2 separate regions of the Mus musculus genome follow, and region 1 is linked to region 2. Evidence: chromatin contacts called from public Hi-C data. All regions are on one chromosome and are shown on one strand. The core of a region is the stretch at or near the end of the contact, and the rest is flanking DNA. Distances in the headings are between cores, read along the strand shown.

Region 1 (5,205 bases), core at 104-2,603, 380 kb after region 2:
GCATCCCCTGGTTTGGAGGCAGAGAAGGGCTGGGATTCCATTGCTCGGGATTCTTTAGAAAGATGGAAGATGCAAGCATCTCATCTGGAGAAAAATTCCCCTCCCAGCACTCCAACCCTAGAAATGTGCCTAATGATGCTTTCTAAACTGCAAAGTCGGGTTTTCATTACAAACACAGGTTGACGGCCCATATGCAGCATTATTGGTAATGAATGGTTTTCCACATCTCTGCCCTGCTATAGCTGCCCTGCCCACCTCTCTGATACTGAAGGCACAAACTGTACTGGCCCTTCCAAGACCCTTGGAAAATGCTGCCCTGGCCTGAGGAATAAGGAACATGGCCATCCCTGTCCCCAGCCCTGTGTGGGGACCTGGGGGGAGGGGCGCTTCTGGGAGGTCCTGGCTAAGTGGCATCAAGGACCAGATGGCTGAGGAGATTACTACGATTTCGTTTCCATATAATCCATAAACTTGGATGAGTTAATGTTTCTTCAAATGCATTATCTTGTAATCCCAGGGAAAGCTGTGCAGAGCCAAGAGCCTGGTTCTCTGGCCTCTACATGCCTGGCATGCTGGGTAATCCCTGCTTTGCCCAACAGGTCTTAACAAAGGCCAAGGAGCTTGGCCAGCAGGGGAGGAGATGCTGGCGGCAGGGCAAGGCTGGCACCTAGGAGGCTGGCATTTGAGGGCAATTGGGCAGGCCCGTAGGCTCCCAAACAATGCTGGGAATCCCACACTACAACCAAGCAGAGCCCACAGGACATCTGAGCAAAAGCCCAGGTGGGGATGAAGATTTCCTACTCTCTTGCTTTTGGCTCCATCCTTGGCAAAATGACTAACTCTGGGCCTTATTGTCTCAAAATATAACAAGGGATAGAAGCAGGTGACTCAAAGAGTCCACTTCGATTCACTCTCTGCTACATGTGAAGCCAAGGTCAGCACTGTTTCCCTGTCATATGCCAGGAGCTGTGACGAATAGATTCCACCGAACCCACTCCATGCTCGGGTAAAAACTAGCTGCTTCCAGGATCCTGGGTGTGCTGCTTGAACCTGGCATCATGGCACATGAGGACTGGTCTTAAGATGGAGCTCTGCCACTGACTAGCTAGCAAGCCACCTCCCTCCAGCTCTTCCCTCATCTGTCAGCTAGAGTTGCTTCTTCAACTGGTATCTCACGAGTGTCAGAGAAACTCAGAACACAGGGTGAACCTACCAACCTGTGAATATGTAACATCGAGTCCAGTACGCGGCCGGCAACCTGCCTGCAAGCTGGTGTCCTTGCCCTTTCCCCCAGTTCTTTCTACCTCTCCTGAGCTGCCTCACCCTTTTAGTGATCTCAGCTTAATCCTGTCAGCTCCTTCTGATGCATTAAGCTAATGCATTAACGATTTGGTTGGTGACTTCTTCCTTGCAATACAGTTGCGTGTTTGCAGTGGCCATCGTGCCTTGACTCGTTGTTGTGGACAGATGGCCACCTGGCGGTAATAACACGCTAGAAAGCCTAAGAGCCAGTGGGGCTTTCTGACCCACAGCCCAGCTTTTGGCCAAGCGTACCTAGGAGGGATATACGTTTGTGTGTGGCGCCTCCCTGTGGATACGATGTGTACTGCACAGACTCACCCAATCCCTGACGCACATGAACCAGCAGCTGCCCCAACCAGGACGTGAATCCAACATTCTTACACTGCCAATGCAGAAAACGAGGCCCACATGCTGGCATAGAACTTGTTCAAGATTATACAGTTCCCTTGGCATTTTGAAAACAGTAATAAATGACTGGCAACAATCTCTCATAATTTTGAGAACAAGAAAGCCAGAATCAAAGTGTGGTTTGCCCAAGGGTGTGTCCATGAAATGTGAATTTAGTTTCGGTGGTCAGTTCTCACACCATAAATCTTTAGGGAGATAGAGATGGCTCCCATTCTTTCCTGAGGAGCCAGGTAGTGATGACCCACGTGGCTTCTGAAATCATATCTAGCTAAATGATGCAAAAATCTGGTCCTATAAAATGCCCCTTTAAGTTTCTGCAAGGACACTGTCCATCAAATGGACTCTATCCAAGAAGATGGAGTCTGTCGTGAGGCTGGGCACTGTTCTCTGTATCCACCTAGAGAAGGCAGAGATGCTTCCTGAAGCTTTAGCTCAGTAAAGCCCTGGAGAAGCAGAGGAGAAGGTGCCACTGAACTCAGCAAAATACTGAATGGTATGAACTAGGATTTAGTTCAACAGAGATTCAACCACACCTAGAGAGCTACGGGCAAGGGATGAGACTGCTCTCCTGTGAGTGTTGCTCCTGAGGATTATCTGAAAAGGAATCAAAACTGACACATGTCAGAGACTTCTGCGTGCTGGTGTTGATCACCAACGATTCACAAAAGCCAAAATGGTTCACCCACAGATGAACACAGAGAGTGTAGTATGTATACACAATGGAGTGCTACCTAGCCACAAAGAACAAACTCATGTCATTTATGGGAAAATGGACATTAAGTAAAATAAGCTGGATTCAAAAAATACTATCACAGGTGCTCTCTCATATGTATACTGTAGAGAAAAAAAATAATTGAAGATGCCCCCAAAATTGAAGAGATGACTATGGAAGAAGAAGATGAGGAGGTGGTTACTCCCAAATACATTACATGCGTGTTTAAGTGACACCGTGAAATCCATTATCGTCGTGGCGTTGGCTCAACATCAGTCAGGATGCAGTTAGGAAAATGTAGCCCACGCCATGTCGTTCAAAAGAGACTTTTCAACATGGAGAATGAGTTCCCATGGTGTTGAGAGAGCTGGAAACCAAACAGGGTATGGAGAGGCAATTTGGAGAGGAGCAAGAGTAAAGCCATCACCCTGAGGGCTGGGGACAGCAGAAGAAAACAATGCTACCAGGAGCAAGCCATGCTGCAGGAATGTGAATCAAAGAGGGCTGCCGGCTGTGGACCACAGAGATGCTGAGCAGGCGATGTATGCACGCAGTGGGAAGGAATATTTAGCCTTAGCTTCCCTTCCCTTTAACCTCCTGCCAGTACCTCTCCCTCACTGGCCAAATCCAGTTAGAATCCAGTCAGTAAGAAAGCATGAGATGTGTATTTAAAGGGGTTATCACACACATTCCCCCCAAACACACACACACACACACACACACACACACACACACACACACACAGAGGATCTGAGAGCAAGAGGCAAAGGACCTGAGATGATGCGTGAGGTGAATATTCATGAGTGTATGTGTGATGTGAATGTTCAAGAAGGTGCACGTGTATTATCAAATCAGTTTCAAGGTATGCAGGAATCGATGTATGCAGGCGAATGTGGTAGGTACAGTTGTATCAGAGGTACCGATGTATCGGATCGATCTCAGAGGTTTGTATCGTGTGTGGTAGGAGAAGCATCGTGGGTTTTGGGTGTGATGTGAACATTCAAGGGTATGTGGATGCGTGGCTAGAATATTGATAGCTTTTGATGTGCACGCTTGTGTGTGCTGTGAATGTCCAAGGAGCTGAATGTGATGTGAATGATCAAAGGCATATGACGTGATGTTCCAGAGAGAGAGAGAGAGAGAGAGAGAGAGAGAGAGAGAGAGAGAGAGAGAGAGAGCATTCACAAGAGAGATTTTAGAGAAGAGAGAGACAGGACAGCAGATGTGTACAGAAGTGTTCTCTGTGTAGCATGTGATAGGGAAATGCAGTCATGGGTCATCTTTGACAGACATGCATGCTAAGCTGGTTTTGCCCCCTTATGCACTCAAGATGTCTAAAGAGGATAGTGGCCTAAGCTTTTCATGGGCACTATGCCTCAAGATCCATATCAAAAGCTTGTGTCATCCCACGTCAAGATGCATATCAAAGCCTGTGCCTTCCGGTCTCAAGATCCGGATCACAGGCACGCCTTCCATTTCTGGATTGTCGATCATTTCAGATATAGCCAAGTTGACAACTGGGAATATCCATCACAGGCTCCATCAGATAAAGCATGATTAGTCCCGTCATCTGAGGACACACTGGCCAGGTTGGACTTAGGTGACACCTAAGATCCATCTCCACAGTTGACTTTGACAAGTTATGCATTGCCACTTAGATCCACTCAACATGGAAGATCCAGAAATGCCTGCCTTTGCCTCCAGATAACTGGCCTAAAACTGTTTGGGACAGTTAAGAACCAAAGACACAAAGATGGATTTCCCATCTGCTGCTCTTACACCCCACAGAACTCTGTCCCGGCCTCTGCAGATGGCTTTGTGTCTCTTTCTTGTCTGTCCTGACCTGGCTCCCTCCTCCTCATTCTTGGGCTCTTTATGATCTCCACTCTGCCCTGACTAGGAGGCCTTTGCTGAGCCAGATAGGAGTGAGAGGCAGGCCCATATTCCCTTTGGCTTGTTTTAGTCTGTTTCCTGCCCCCCTCAGAACTGAACCATCACAGGGACGTTAGCCAGTATTTTAATCACCATTTTATCCCCAGCGTTTGGCAGTGAAACCTTCTTCTCTGCAAATGTTTATTGAAGGATCACTGGACTATTTCAAGAATTCGCTCTCATGTGTGAAGGAATTCCTATGTGCTCCTTCCCAGAATTCCTACTACCATGCCTTACGCTTACTCATTCAGATGGAGAGCCGACCTCCTGGGTCAAGGAGGATCAAAATACCAATGGGAGGAGATACAGAGACAAAGTTTGGAACAGAGGCTGAAGGAAAGGCCATCCACTGACCGTCCTACTTAGGGATCCATCCTATATACAGTTCCCAAATTCAGACACTATTGTGGATGCCAACAAGTGCTTGCTGACAGGAGCCTGATATAGCTGTCTCCTGAGAGGCTCTGTCAGTGCCTGACAATTGCAGAAATGGATGCTCACAGCCATCCATTGGATGGAGCACAAGGTCCCCAATGAAGGAGCTAGAGAAAGGACCTAAGGAGCTGAAGGGGTTTGCAGCCCCCTAGGAGGAGGAACAATATGAATCAATCAGTACCCCCCAGAGCTGCCAGGGACTAAACCACCAACCAAAGAGTCCACATAGAGGGATGCAAGTCTCCAGACACATATGTAGCAATGAATGGCCTTGTGGGACATCAATGAGAGGAGAGGCCCTTGGTCTTGTGAAGGCTCTATGTCCCAGTGTATAGGAATGCCAGAACAAGGAAGCAGAAGTGGGTGGGTTAGTGAGCAGGGGGAGGTAGGATGGGATTGGGGGGGGGGGGGTGAAG
Region 2 (5,543 bases), core at 2,804-5,303:
GATCCCTGGAATTTGCAAAGAGATTTAGATCACCATTTTATCCACTAGGCATCAAGAGATAAGCCTTCCCAACTCAGAGCACAGTGAATAGAGGTGCCCAAAATAGCGCCACCATCTGGTGATAAAAAGAAGCCCCAGAGCCACTACCAAAGTCCAAACTCAGCCTGAGAAAGGCATGGTTAGAGAAGACAGGCAGTAAACTCCCTTGCTCTCCAACAGGGTTAGCACTCATTAAGCCAGTCCTTCACATTTCCTGTTTCTTCATCTGGTGCCTGGCAGGAAGATGAAACCTAGCCAGAATGGACATCAGAAAGGCTGGGTTGGATCCAGGCTTTTAAAGCCAAGTTCTGGAATCCTCTCTTGGAATGGCTGTGAAGCCTACAACTGACAGAGAAGTCCACAGCCTTTGGAGACACTCAGTGCTGGGTTTGTGGCTCAGTGCTACTTCTTTCCCATAGTAAGAGCTTTGTATCTTTTCTAAACACCAGGTCCATCACTGTTGTCAAATGAAGTGATAATAATAGCCATCTCTCAATGTCTGCAGTTGGTTGAGCCCAAGAAGATGCCCTGGAGATACCAAGACCCGCAGATGCAGGAGTCACTAAAATAAGAATGTCATCATATATCCTTATAACCTCTGCATATCCTCCTATAGACTTTATACCATCTCTTAGTATAATATAATGAGGATTCTATTTTAAAAGATGTTATAGTATATTGTTTAAAGAATAAGAAACTGTACATGTTCAATATAGATGTAATTTTTTAATAATAAAATTGATTTGGGATTGATAGATTTGGGTCTACCGAAAGAGAAGATCAATCTCTCAGAGCTATGTTGTAAAGACAAAGATAATTTGTATAATAAGTATTTGTATAAATAGCAGTTCCTGAGAAAGTTAACTGTTATTAATCCTTATCCCATTTTTCTCTGGACATATCTTCTAGAGATAAAGATTTGTTTTTCCCTGCATGTCTTGCAGCTACTTATGGCTGGGCTCCATTTTAGCCAGTTGGACATCAACAGAAGTGCTGGATTATTGATCCTATGAAGAATCTTTTTAGAGGGTTGAGTAGATCTTCCCTTTCTCTTGCTTCTGTAACATTGGCATAATGACTGAGTCTCTAGCTACCAACTTAGCCCTGAAGAAAAAGAACAAAGATAGCGGAGTCTAAACATAGAGAGAAAGGCTCTGATGATAATGGAGACAGACTGGAAACCCTAGATTTTTTTCTGTCCAAAGCACTTCTCAAAAGAGAAATGCATGTTCATCTTAAAGCAAAATTTTTCAGCACTTCCTGATATTTACACCCAAATTAACTCTGCATTCATTGTCTTTACTATTGCTTATCTCATTATTATTTAGTCAGAGGGATGAGGAACCACCTTTCTTGGTCTACTGGGTGTTGGTATAACAGTTTTCTGTAACAAAGGGCAAAAGCCCCGTTCTCCTCCCAGTCCAGAATCCTGGAGTTTTAGAAGTCCTTATTTTCTTTGTTTTTACCATGTAAAGTATCTAAGAAACCAAATACCTTCTTACTCTTCTAAAGCAGTTTCTATGTTTGGGGAGAAAATTCCTAGACTGGGGTTCAGCACTAGATTCAACTCCTTAGGAAAATTACTATATTCAGCTCATACGAAAACCTGAAAGTTAGCAATCTTTTCCTTTGACATTAAGAGCAATTGAAGTAAACTGTCAAAAACAGTGCCTGGAAATCCACAGTGTGCCTAGTAGATGTTCTATACTTCAGTGGCATTGATGTCAATGGAGAGAAGAAAAAGAAAAGACAGACCTGCTTGTACAGTCTCAGTCCTGCTTCCTCACCCCACCCCACCCCCACCCCCCAACACCCCACACACACACACACACACACACTATAGCCCAACAGAGCTGTTGGTCCTCTTAAGCAGTCTTCCCACAAGTTTCCTGCTTTCAGAGCTTTTCAAGGTCTGGGAAGAGTTTCCCTAATTAATTTACTCTCTGTGTCCCTGAAGGCTCAGCCCAGGTGCCACTTATTTCAGCAAGCCTAACAGAAAGCTCCAACTCAAGCCTCTTGACTCATCTCCTAGAGACCTGGTTGGAAGTTATGGCTTCTTTAACTCATGCCCCACCACCACCACCTTCCTATGGAAAGTTGGGTCCTCTCAACCCAGCAAGAATGGCCAGTATCAGCCCCTAAACTTAGCAGGTTACATGTATTTTTTTCTCATGGCCCAGTGCCCAGCACATTGGTCTCACATGTTGCATTGCTCAACAAGTTTGCACTGGCTGGGTGGGTGGGTGGATGAGTTGCTCTTGTCATGAAAGTCCAAATAAACTTGCAAGCCAGAAGAAACAAATGAATTTGTTAAAAAAAAGAAAAACAACCTCCTTGCTTCTGTCTTAGTAGACTAATGTCCCCAACTCCAAAAGAAATAACTTCATTTAAAACTCTAGAATATGACCTTAATTGGAAATAGTCTCTTTGTAGTTCTAATATAATCCTGCTGGATTAGGCTGAGATTTAAATCAAATGAAAAGCATCCTTATAAGAAAATAAAGAATGTAGACATAGAGGAGGAGGTCATACGAAGACAGTCTGCACTTCAGTAGTCACATTTCTTGAATGCAACAGAAATCTGGAAGCTGGCAGAGATCAGGGAAAAGTATCCAGGAGCTGTTTGGAGAAAGAGTAGCATTTACTTTGGAATTCTGGACCACATATCTATGAGAAGACAGTTCCATTGTTGTGAGCCGCCCAGGTTGTGGCGATGTGCTATGAAAACCCAAAAATGTGATTTATTTTGGAAACCCAACACAGTGAGTGTAGTCACTCGGAAATGCTTGAGATGGACCAAGAACTTTGAGACCATGCATTCCCTTCCTCAACCTCTCAGCTTCACAACTCTCATCACTAAATCTTCTTCTCTTGATCCTTTTCTGTACTTTTCCTTTCAAATGCCAGGAAAAGCACATTCATTGTTCCAGGTCAACACTCCTACAGTCCCACATGTAGACTCATCTCCATCTTACAAATGAGGTAATCAAGGCTTACAGAAGCTGAGTAACTAGCTCCATGATCCATAGTTGGAACTCCATACAACTTCTGTGTCTATAGCTTCTAGATCCCCAACAATGTTCTGTGTATAGCTTCTAGACCCCCAACAAGTTCTATGTCCTAATCCAGAAAAGCTGGAAATAATGGAATCCAAGAGCTGTAAAGAAGACCCTAAATACAATTCTAAACAGGTTTGTGGGATCTCTGCTGTTAAGGCCAGTGCCTTATGCCTGGTTTTGTATTTCTGCTTCATTTTGGAATTCAATGTCCCTTTACTATTGGACAAAGATGAGCTACACTGACTGTCACTACCTCATTTCCCAGAAGTTTAGAGATAAAACAATAAATGACTGTAACCATTTTATTCTTCTTCTTAAGTAGGTTTAAAGGCTCCTTAAATGTAGAGACTTCATCTTGCCTTTCTTCATGTCAACAAAGCTGGACACAGTCTCAATTATGTGATATATCTTTCATAACAGGCCTTTGCAATGAATCAGGGAGATATGAAAACCAAGGGATTATGTCCACCCATGCTAAGGGTCAACAGGGTCCCTTTCACAGTCACTGACTCAAGCTGCACAGTCATATTTCTCTATGATGGCAAAAGGAAGAAATCACACTAGCTTCTTGCTACTCATAAATAGACAACCTTGCCCTGCAGCCAGAACGTCCCAGTTTGGAAGCTATCTGGTGTCCAGTGGATCAGTGCTCTGTGCAGCAGTGTGACCATCCATCACTGGGGAGAAAAATAAATCCACACTAATCATAGCTGCTGGCTCGCTAGCAGAAAACTTTCTTTTTAGTCTTGTTTCCAGTTCAGGGAACTTTAAAATTAAAGTCTAGAGTAAGCAAGGTGGAAGCTCAAGAAGCCCATATGGCCCCTGTCCTCAAATCAGGTGGTTTGAGGCTCTGCCTGGTAAGCAGATGGTGGCTAAGGCTGCCTGTTCACTGGGCCACCCTCCCTCATGCCTGGAACCTAGAGAAGGGTGTTCCAGGCAGCCAGGACTGGGCAGACACCCCAGAATATCACTGCAGCAGAGACTATACCCCAACCAGATGCCATCTGGATGCCTGTCCCCATGACTTTTGTTCCCATGAATCCTCTGGGGACAAGTCCAGCTAGAGATGTGATTAGCCAAATTCCTATTGGAAGTGTTCTTGGAACTGGTTCACAGCTTATTTATGGAAATCTCTCTCGCCTACAAACAGGTCAGGAATTTTAACTCACTAGAGGATATGTACCCCTCACTCCCTGCTGAATTCCATCGGAAGTTCTCTCATGGGTAGCTAGAGGTTGGTGAGCCTCTCCAGTGTACTCCTCGCCTGGTCCTTCTTAAGCCTCGTGTATCACATCATCCTCTTATTTGTCAAAGAGAGAGAGAGAGAGAGAGAGAGAGAGAGAGAGAGAGAGAGAGAGAGACCCTGATTTACAGAGGAAAGTCAACTCAGCCAAAATAAGCTACTATCAAGGCTAAGCCCCGGAACGTACATCTCGGCCTCATGACATTTTTGGATAAGCCCATAGCAACTAAATCATGTGTAGAACCGAAAGCTTGTGACATAGAAGCAGCAACTACCTGAGCTTTTGCTCCCTGGGGACAAAGAACTGCAGCTTGGCCTTTTAGCGGAAATAATTCTAAGATCAAAGTCATGGGAAGTGAAGACTAGGTTGATTTTATGATCCATAGTCCTTAACCCAACCCAAAGCAAGACAAGATACTCAGAGGGAATCTCAGGCATGTAAGAGAGTGATAAGCAATTGGTCACCATAGAAAAGTGGCCCCATCTGTGGTGGCAGACTGCCTACCTACAAATCTTGACAAATTACTATTTGGTATAAAAGGCTACACCTAATGCCATCAACCCCTGCCCTCATCCTTTACTTCAAAAGCCAATTGAAGCCACAAAACCAGATGGACACAGTCCTGCTATCTTTGCTCCCAGTCCATTCATGCCTATTTTGAATAAAAATCCCTGTCCCTGAACAAAGATTCTATAGCAGTGGTTCTCAACCTTCCTAATGCTATGACACCCCTCCAGCCATAAAATTACTTTCATTGCTGCTTGATAACTTTAATTTTGATAGTGTTCTGAATCTTAATGTAAATATCTAATATGCAGGATATCTGATATGACCTCTATGGAGAATACTACCCTCAGGTTGAAAACCACTGTTCTACAGTCATCCAACACAATCAGAAATATGTGGCTAGCAGAAGCACAAGGACCTTCCAGTGATTCCTTAGCTAGACAGGGAAGACCAAGATAACTCATGGAGAGGAAAAGCACAAGTGAGCAGCTGCCTATTCTAAGTTCATCCCCCACAGGCTATAGAGGAAGAGTTGGCCAATCCTCTACACAATAGGTCACCATGGTAATCAATGATGAGAACATGATACCTTGGAATGACCCCTCTCTGTGTTGTATGGAGCTGCCATCTCCCAATATATGTCCTGGGTGTATTGCAGACAGCCTACTCAGCTGGTTCCCCTACTTGGTTAGTG

Evidence for each region. A called contact is a pair of places that touch in the nucleus more often than the background predicts.
Region 1: a Hi-C map of cerebellum shows a contact between it and region 2, with 2.2 times the contacts expected there. The contact joins two enhancer-like sites. A contact is called at or near these places in 1 of 15 datasets of contacts at CTCF or cohesin (the NIH/3T3 cell line) and 1 of 484 Hi-C or Micro-C datasets (cerebellum).

What each region holds. Positions count from the first base shown.
Region 1 is chr7:78,764,923-78,770,127 of GRCm38.p6, forward strand. No RefSeq gene overlaps it. Among named protein-coding and RNA genes, the nearest start is that of Mrpl46, 16 kb to the right of the region's middle. Within about 2 kb of position 1,354, at least 31 of the 459 cell types and tissues checked have an H3K27ac peak or open chromatin away from gene starts, as enhancers often do. A contact at or near this core is called in cerebellum, where this site is marked.
Region 2 is chr7:78,382,093-78,387,635 of GRCm38.p6, forward strand. The region is part of intron 11 of Ntrk3 (neurotrophic tyrosine kinase, receptor, type 3); the gene reads right to left. Among named protein-coding and RNA genes, the nearest start is that of Gm39038, 190 kb to the right of the region's middle. Within about 2 kb of position 4,054, at least 12 of the 459 cell types and tissues checked have an H3K27ac peak or open chromatin away from gene starts, as enhancers often do. A contact at or near this core is called in cerebellum, where this site is marked.